Linked DNA regions of Urocitellus parryii: region 1 is linked to region 2. Evidence: chromatin contacts called from public Hi-C data. All regions are on one chromosome and are shown on one strand. Each heading gives the region's core, a stretch centred on a gene start, on an enhancer-like site or on the middle of the called end of the contact. The rest is flanking DNA. Distances are from core to core; before and after follow the strand shown.

What was found. Hi-C and Micro-C count contacts between places; a contact is called where the count stands out from the background.
Region 1: a contact with region 2 is called in a Hi-C map of liver, with 11 times the contacts expected there. The contact joins the promoter of Prlr here to the promoter of Capsl in region 2. A contact is called at or near these places in 2 of 2 Hi-C or Micro-C datasets (liver and muscle).

Annotation. Positions count from the first base shown.
Region 1 is chr1:21,532,000-21,536,552 of mUroPar1.hap1, forward strand. Prlr (prolactin receptor) reads left to right here and starts at 2,076. Exons shown (of 8, transcript XM_026390151.2): 1 at 2,076-2,152. The coding sequence starts at 2,083.
Region 2 is chr1:20,772,498-20,777,651 of mUroPar1.hap1, forward strand. Capsl (calcyphosine like) reads left to right here and starts at 3,243. Exons shown (of 3, transcript XM_077795534.1): 1 at 3,243-3,379. The coding sequence starts at 3,243.

The DNA of each region.
Region 1 (4,553 bases), core at 826-3,325, 760 kb after region 2:
TGTGATTTATGGCATGCTGAGTCCAGGCATTTTAATACAATGCTCCCCCAACCAAAGTAGAGAAGCTTTAATAAAGGGATGTTATTTTTAAAATAATAAAGTCTTGACCAGTGGGCAGAAGAATCCAGAATCCTATTTCCAACCTAAGATGAGATAACCAGATTACCAGGACAAAGACCTCTTTCTGGGCTATCTGTACCTGGTTAAGCTGGATGAGGGAGATCAACAGAATCTGAGACCAGCAGGTATAAGCAGGGCAGAAGCCAACATGACCTCTCAGCCCTGGCTCTCCTGTTCTGCTCAGCACTACATATCCACTTGTTGGGTCTGTTGGGTCTGTTGTTTTAATCTCCACTGTCTTTCCAACAGAAGGGGGAATCATTGTTCCATCTATCATAGACTTTCTGCAAATCAGGATGATTTATCAGTTGCTCTCAGATTTGCCCAATTGCTCTGTCCCCATGGGTAGATGCCTGTCAGCTTACTGAACCTCTCCATACTTCACTTTCTCATCTGTTAAAAGGGAATGGTAATGATCTGTACCTACTCATGGTGCCATTGTGAGAACAAAATAAAATTCAAATGATGAAAGTACTTTGCCCTGTGCCTGTCCTATCACAGATGCTCCAGAAGAGTCCCATAGACATTATTTAAAACCCTTTCAGGGGCTTTGCCCTCTTGATGTAGATGACCCCTAGGGATTAGATGGGGCCGATGGTGGAGAATGTACAACCCAGGAGGGCATCTGGAAGGAATCTGGACCTTCAAAGAACAAGATGCTGGCTACCTGACAGGACCCATTAGAGGACCAGGATCCATTATTAAAACAGCTGCCTCGGTGTAAGGGAGCTACCTGATAGTTCCTGCCCTTGTGCCCTACACCTTTGCTGTCACTGAGCTTTTATTTCTGAGTATGTCTTGCAGGAGGAAATGTCGGGTGGAGAAAGCCTTCAAAAAACTTCCCATTAAGTGACCGTCAGGAGGAGACTCACACTCTGGTCAGGAGGAATGGGCCAAGGTCTTTTGGAGGCTCATCAGACAACACAGCTTTGCCCCCAATGCTCTCCCCTTCATTTAAAAACTAAAACAAACAAACTAACTGACTAACTAAAAAGAAAAGAAATAAAATAAAATTTTAAAGAGAAATTAAAGCCATGTGTTTCTGAGAATTTACACTTGGTTCATCAAATCTATTGTTTTCTGAGTGTCATTTAAAGTCTAATAAAACTAATGAGCCTTCTTTTTTTAAATGTTTTTAAAATCCTTTTTCTTAGAAGGACATTGAGAGGCTTTGAAAGCTGTTCCAAGGGTAAAAATAATAATATTAATAATAAATTGCTCAAAACTCTCAACCCCTGCAGGTTCAAAATTTACTTAATACTCTGAGCTCAAGGGATTTGAATTATTACTGGAGTTTATTATATTTTATAATGGGACTTCACAAAAGGGAGAAAGAAATCATGTGGAGGTTCACTAGAGGTCATTGTAAAGTTTGCTTCACAACCATGCTCATAGCCAGGGCTTCCAGGACCCTCTCACTCTGAACCTTCAAAGAAAGTGCCCCCTACTTGGCAGGATCCGTGGGGCTAGATAAAGTCGGAAACTGAGAAACTGACTTTTCAGCCAGGATTATTTGGGGCTGGAGATTTAAAGCCAAATCCCTCCTAGAATGGTTCCCTTGTAGGGCCTACAATCTATGTCACATAAAATGCATGATATACTGTCAGATGACTGTGGAATGGAAAAAGAACATTTTTCCCCCCTTTGGGATGTGTGCAAAGGAGTGGACTACTGTGACTCCCCTTGAACTTTCTCTTATCATCTGATGACCTCTGGCGGTGGAATTTTTCCCAGCAAGTGCAAATCGAGGCTTCTGAGCCAAGCCACCCCATGTTACATTTTCCTACATTCCCTTCCTTCTGTTTTGTCATTCACATTAAGCAAGGAGCAAGAAACAGTTGTAAACACCCAGAATAAATTGGTGCATATGCCTGACCAGGCTGTCATTTCAAAAAAGTTGCCTGCTGCCTCTCTTTCAGGCAATCTTTGATACATTTCCCGTAAGAAGAAAAGGGAGCCAACATGAAGGATAATGTGGCATCCACAGTTGTTTTCATGCTGCTGCTTTTTCTCAACATCAGACTCCTGAATGGTGAGTAAGAGATTGTCCTGCTCTCTTTCATTGCTGGGGTTTTATCAAGAAGGTGAAGAGATCATCACAGCTTTCTTGCAATGCAGTTGTGAGAAATAAAAATGCTTATGTCATGTGCTGCTAATAAATTATTTGCAACCCTTTTTGCATTAAAATTAATGCAGAAAAATTAATGCAAACTTGTCATTAGGCTCTCTGCCTTCTATCCTCATTGAGGAGGGTAATGAAACACTTCTGAGGACCTGAGTTCTAGTCCAGATTCTGCCAGTTGCTGGCTGTGTGACCTTGAGCCAATTGCCCAATCTCTTTGGCTTTCCAAATTCTCAAAGTGAGGAAAGTGACATTTCCTCCACCACAGATGAAATAACAAATGTGAAAAATCTTGGAAAAACTATGAAGGGATGTAAAAGACTGCTATTGCATGGTGAGAAACAGATACAGCCAACTCTGTTATCTGCTGATTTGGGAAATAATATCCACAGCTAAATTAGGAGTGTGCCTGTACATACCCACAGCTAAATTAAGTGTGTCTGTGTACATTTCTGAGTGTCAACCCCTATACATTTCTGAGTGTGCATACTTATGAGTGTACCTATATGCATATTAACTTTTTATACTGCCTGATTGCAAATGCTCCTCTGTGAGTACCTGTGTTGGTATAAATCTGTGTGTGGGTTTATGCCTGTGTGTGTACCTATGAGAATGTATGTGTACTCTGTGTGTACATGTATGTGTAATAATATGTACTGTTGTAAGTGTGACCCTGTGTGTATTTCTCTGTGCATGTATGTGGGGTGTGTGTGTGTGTGTGTGTGTACTTGGGATGTGGGATCTATGTGAACATCTGCCTAACACCTACATGTGTGATACCTGTGTGATTGTCCCTATGCATCTGTGTAATAAGACAGTCCATTACATGTGACTATCTCTAAAGAGGATAAAGGCACACATTGTAATTTCACAATTTTACCTTCCTCTCTGAGTTTCCTAAAAATACTATTGGTGACCAGTACAATGTGAAAGAGAAGCTTTTGTGAAAGAGAGAGAAAAGGGAAAGCAGAGGTCAGAATCATTCATGAGGGAAATTCTAAGTCCCCCAATCAGGAACAGTAGCCCCGAGTGTCTTCAACTGTATTACTAAACCACAGACTTTGGGGTTTTTAAATAAACTTTTCTTCCTATGTCACATACTCCTCCTCACTCAGAACAAAAACAAACAAAAGGAACCTTGTGTGTTTGCCATGATTCCCAAATACATCATCCTGAAGAAATCTCCCCTAGAGGATGAGCAATGACAAATATTGGTAGAGCTACCCTAGGCTGACATGGACTGCTTTCACGGGGTCTATAAACTGGCATGGTGCTCAGCTCCCACTGGCATGATTAGCCTGGTATCCTGGGCCCGTCCTGTGCACCATGCTGTGCCATTCCATTCAATTCTCCTTTCTGGCCAGGTTACCCAGAGAACCCCTTCTTATGCATGTCCCCCTCACAGGGTCTCCTGCAGACCTGCTCTTCCTAGTCTGATGCTCAACTAGGAGTTCTGGCCTAGGATCATGCCTGAGGGATGGAGAGAAGTATGGAGGAAACAGTGAGAACTCTCTGAGCTGCTGAGGCCTAACTCAGAGCTCCTCTCTCAGCTCCTCATTTATTAAACTGAACACTGGGGCCTTAAACTTGACAGGAAGGAAGAGCAAATGGGAGTTACATAGATAGTTCAGTTGGCCTCCCTAGCCCAGCTGCACTGGGGCAAACTCCTAGGATAGCTCAGTTTCTCTTTGGAGCTAACAGCAGCCAAGCAAGAGAAATGAGAACCAGCTTGCCAAGAGCTTTGGGGATTAGGCAACTAAAAAAATCCCTCCTCCTTGACACTGTATTTTCCATATCACCTTAAGCAGACCTTCCAGCTTCCAGCCTGAGACTGAATGCAGCTCATGTAGCTCACAGCTCAGAGAAGACCTGCCCAGAGTCTTCCCATACTCCTTCCCCAAAATGGTCCATAGAATTGCAAGACAGCCCTTTGCCATCTCATCACAAAAAAAAACCCATAGAGGAAGAAAATATAAGCAGAAAGAAGGACTAAAAACCAAGACTCAGAGATGGTAACAGGGAGGATGGGGAGATCCACTAGGCCATTAGGCCAAGGCCAAGGAAAAGTGACAAGAAAGGGGAAGAAGAAGATAAGAGGAGAGAGGGAGGAACTGCTGAGGAACACTCAGATAAAGGGAGCATCAATGATAGATGACAAACTAAAGATGGAGACAGTTGGAGTTAGTGGTGTGAGGATGGCAGGAAGACAGAAACCCAGAAGCAGAGATGTGCCAGGGAGCAATGTATGGGCAAAGGATGCACAGGCTGCTTGTGCCAGAGAGGAAGTCACCTTATATTGTAGCGTTACATT
Region 2 (5,154 bases), core at 1,993-4,492:
ATTTCCCCCCCCCCCTTAGCTCTTTTGCCAAGATGTGTATGTACCAGGCACACTTTTTTATTTACTTACTTCTAAATTGACAGATGCAGCTGTATGTGTTTACCAGGTACAGCATCATGTATTGAAGTATGTATAGATTGTGAAATGACTAAATCTAGCTAATTAACAAATGATCATGGGTTTTTAAAGTTGATATGAAATTCATTTAACATAAAGTTAGCCATCTTAAAATATTCAGCACCATCCTAATGTTGTGCAATCACCCACCTATATGAAGTTCCCAAGCATCTGCATCACCCCAAAGGAAATCCCATGCTTATTAAGCAGGCACTTCCCATTGCCCTCCCAGTATCAGCTCCCTGTAATCACTAATTTGCTTTCTGTCTTCTGAATTTGCCTTTTCTGGATATTTCACACAAGTGGAATCATATAATATGTGACTCCTGTTTTTGTACAGCTTTTTTCAGTTGGTATAATGTAGTCAAGATTCATACACATTGTGGTATATACCAAGACCTCATTCCTTTTTAATGGCTGAATGATATTCCATTGTGTGGATATGCCACAGTTTGTCCATCCATAGGTGGACACTTGGATTGTTTTTACCTTCTGGCTCTTGTGAATAATGTTGCCACAGACTTGGGTATCCCTGTTTTCAGATCAGTTCATGGGTTTTGTGAGGAATGAATACATGCTTACCATCTGGTGGGGGCACAAGAACTGTTAGAATTTGATGCTTTTAATATTTTCCCAAAGGTTTGCAAGGAGCACTCCACTTGCAAAATCCCTTAAACACCAGATCTTCCTGTCTCCCCACTGTTGGCTTTCAGTTGAGGTCTCTCTTTGTTCCTTGCTTCCTGTCATGGACTGTGTGGAAGTAGGACAGCAAGGAGAGTGGAGAAGGGGGAGGAGAGGTCAGAGGACAGGAGGAGGGGAGTAGGGGGTGGGGCAGCCCTTGGGACAAGGTGGGGGGGCAGCAGGTGCTCCTGGAAGGAGCCAGCCTCTGAGGGGGTTCAGAGGATGAAGAGGGCATGCTGCCCACCCACCCCAGTTCCTGCCTCTGCAGCCTGGAAGTTGGGAAGGCTGGAACAAGCTCCACGGAAAGAATGTGGCCAGGGCGAGGAAATGGCGACTCAAGGGTGGGTGGGGAGCAGGAAGCAGCGAGATGAGGTGGGGTGGTCTTGTAGGGGACACCAGAATCTGGTGGTGGATGAGGAATTCTGTGGGCATGGAGTTAGGACTGGAAGCCAGGACAAGCTCTAGGAATGTCAGCCCGAGGTCAGGTGAAAAAATGGTAAGAGACAAAGCCAGTGTTGAGAAGGTTCATGCCGCCAGTGGGGCGACCGCGAGGGCAGCAGGTGTTCAGGGGGACAGGTACCTTCACCTGCCGTGGACGGAGATGGGGTCTGTGGGGGCAGTGGGCGCCACCATCTGGAATTCCGGGGAATCTCTGCTTCGGTGCGGCACCAAGCAAAGGGAGACCCTGCCTAGCCTTAGGTGTAACAATTTCTTACAAATATGGAGTAAGTAAAGCAGCTGGAACTTCTGTGGGCTGGCCCAGAGTCCAAGAAAACTGAGTGAAGCACTCCCATCTTGAGCTACATGATGGAAATCAGGAGGGAGGGCAGGAAGAAGGGATCCTGTTCATCAGCTGGAAGGAGGCTACTGGAGATGGGGTGAGTTCAGTGTGTGCTCCTCTGTGTTGTCTAGTCGAGCCTCAGTTTTCGGTTTGAGATTCCCTTTCCTGAAAGTTAAATACTGAATACTTTATAGGGAGACCTTTCAGGGTGTGATAGGAAAACAGTTGGTACAGGGGAGGGCCCAATCCCCAGGGCTGCCATCTTTGATAAAAATAATTCTGTCCTTACACGGTCCTCAAGGCAAGTGCCAGAATTTGGACAGCCAGGGAGCCCTGAAGTCAAGGGTAGAGCACCATTTATTGTCTTGTGTGCACTGAATGCCATTCTTCCTACCCTCTTGCTCTTTTTATTTGGAGCTCAACGTAAGGTAGCTTCTAGAATCTTCCATCCACTGGGTGAGTGGACTCATGGAGATTACTGGTTTTTGGAGTCGGAATGAAGTTTAAAGATCATCTAAGCCAACTGAGAAGGAGACAGTGGAGGCTTTGAGATGGGCTCTGATGTCAGGGGGTGGGTCGGGATGGCAGTGGAGAGGTGGGACTGGGACCTGAGTCCCCAGGCTCCCGGTGCCCAGTGCTCTTTCCACCACTGTGGAAGTTCTGAGAACTGAAAGGAGGAATCAGTTCACCACACCACCCTTCCCTCCTGTTCTGAAAACTCAAATCACAAAAGCCAAGCTGGAGAAAACGATATCTTTTTGTATGTGTGTCAGCTGAGAGATAGTAAATATAGATTTTTTTTAAGTTGTTGATAGACCTTTATTTATTTATTTATATGTGGTGTTGAGAATTAAACTCAGTGCTTCACACATGCCAGGCAAGTGCGCTACCTCTGAGCCCCAGCCCCAACCCTGTTTAAAATATTTCTGTCTTAAGAACCCTGTTGCTGGGTGTGGTGGTGCCTCCAGCAGCTTGGGAGGCTGAGAAAGGTCGATCGTGAGTTCAAAGCCAGCCTCAACAAAAGCAAGATGCTAAGCAACTTAGTGAGACCCTGTCTCTAAATAAAATACAAAAATAGGGCCGGGGATGTGGCCCTGAGTTTACTCCCTGGGACCCCCTCCCCCAACAAAAGAACCTTGTTAATGGGCACATACCTGCTAATCAAGGAGAACACACTGATTGCTGGTAAGAATCATCAGGGCCCTAGTGTTGAGAATCTCAGGGAAGACAGAAGCAATGAAAATCAGTGTTTAGACCAAAGAGGAGACTCTTAATTAAACGTGGAGTGAGGGAATATGGAGAAATCTAAATAAAATGACATAGGATACGTGGTTGTTTCTAAAAGAGGGTGGAGAAGGAGAACTTGGACTTTTTATGGAGGGAGGAGGGCTTCAGAATGAGAAAATGGCTTTGTATTCATTGTTGAGCTGGGGAAAGCAGATGGCCTCGGGACACGGTCCAGTAAGTAATAAATATGCCAGGCACACAGTCCGCTTGGTTAAAAATTGGAAATTCTGGGAGGAGGTTTGAGACTATTCCTGGGAGATCTGATGGCAAAGTGAGCTGTAAATTTCCTTCTCAGCAAGATTGCTATCTCCTGTTCAGCCAGAGGCAGGTGGTGCGGCGGGGAGCTCTGCTAATGTGCTGTGAACTCTCCTCTCAGATGGCAGGGACAGCACGCCATGACCGAGAGATGGCCATCCAGTCCAAGAAGAAACTCACCACGGCCACGGATCCCATTGAGAGACTCCGACTGCAGTGCCTGGCCAGGGGCTCTGCAGGTATCAAAGGACTTGGCAGGTAGGATGCAGGAGAGGCTGGGGGGGTCCAGGTGAGGCTAGAAGTGCTTCGTGATCTTGGGCCGAGTTATTCCCTTACTTGTGAAATGCAGAGTTTGGAAGAGTTGATCTCTCAGGTCTCTTGTGACCATTTTTAGTTCTTAATCCCAGATTCAGCAAGGCCCAGGTGCAGCTGAAAGAGGGCAGGGCTCCCGAGGTAAGGGGAGAGGCACAGCCAGGTAGCACAGACTCCGAGCAGGACAATGAGACAGGAGCTCCCTGAAACTGGGATAGGACCGGCTGGGTTGGAAGAGGGAGGAAAGGACAGTGGTTTGGCAGTGATTATAGAATTTGGGGTTCTGTTCTCAGGCAGTCTTGTCTTTCTCAGCTCTAGTGGCACTGGGATTGCCTGTGGTGTCTGCCATGGGTGTCTTTGTCTTGTTGAGCCAATCCTCACACTCTCTGGTAGTGTGTCACCCTCAGGGCTGAGAAACCCAAGGGCAAAAGGAGACTGTGAGCCCCTAAGGGCAGACCCTGTGCATTATAACAAACTACACTGAGAGTCTGCTGTGGGCCAGACGATTCCCGGTGAACTAGGCTTCTCCGGTTCCCATGGAGTCATGTAAATGGGGCCCTGGGTGGTGGGAGCAGTTGTATATTGGAGAAGTACAGAAAGTCAGTGGGAGAGACACCCAACTCTGCATCCAGAGGTTGTGGAAGGCTTTAGGTCCATCTGATATCACCTTAAACCATCCCAGGTCTCAGACTTGGAGCTCTATCAGAGGCCCAGGCTACAGGTATGTGAAGCCGGGTGACCACATGGTCCCAGTCCAAAGGCAAGTCCTCTTCCTTCAGTACCGTGTCTCTTCAACCTCTCCCTGTTTCTCAGAGCAGTCCCCTTAGGGACCCTGCTTTACCCTCTACTTCCTGGTCCATCATTCAGTCCACTCCTTCCTGCCAATGGTGCCCTCTCCACCTGTTGGTGCCATTACACCCTGCACTTTCTTCAGCCCTTCACTGTGAACAGATGTTACCTCATCCCTGGCCTCTCTTACTGGCCTCTGCCTTCTCTAAGTCTCTCCTCAACTCAATGGAGGCAGCTCCTTCCCTCCACCCTGCACTAGGGTCTGTTGACAGGTAGACACTCTCCTTCACTCTGATCCCAGATCCCAGGAAATATTCCCTCCTTTTGCTCATTTCCCCACCCCCACCCCCAGCCTGCCTTTGAAGGGCATGTCCTCAGGGTAAGCTCTACTATTCGCCAACTCCAGGACACGTTCTTCTGTGAAGGGTTGGCTCCTAGAACAATCTTTCCACTCGGTCTGGAGTCTTTCTTCTGACTAAGACCAGAATGAGTCTATCATGACTTTGGCACCTTTGCTTTTTTGACTTCAAAGTCTGATGGTTTCCAACAGTTTTCCTTCTCAGTCATTCCCAATTATGACACAAATGTAGACGTTACCCAAGATTCTTTTGCCAGCATCTTTAATTCACTATACATCTCACCCACTCCGGAGTTGAGCTCATCTTTACTCTGGCTCCTTCCACATTCTCAGCATCAAGTCTTCTCCTGGGCTCCAAACTCATCACGTAATTTATATCCCCTTCTTCTTCTTCTTCTTCTTTTCTTCTTCTTCTTCTTCTTCTTCTTCTTCTTCTTCTTCTTCTTCTTCTTCTTCTTCTTCTTCCTTGTTAACTAGCCAGTTACCTACTGAGTATCTTTAATAGTTGTGTTACTGTTCAAAATAAAATAAAATTAATCATCCCTTCTTGCAAACAGAGCTTCCCCTGCAGTCC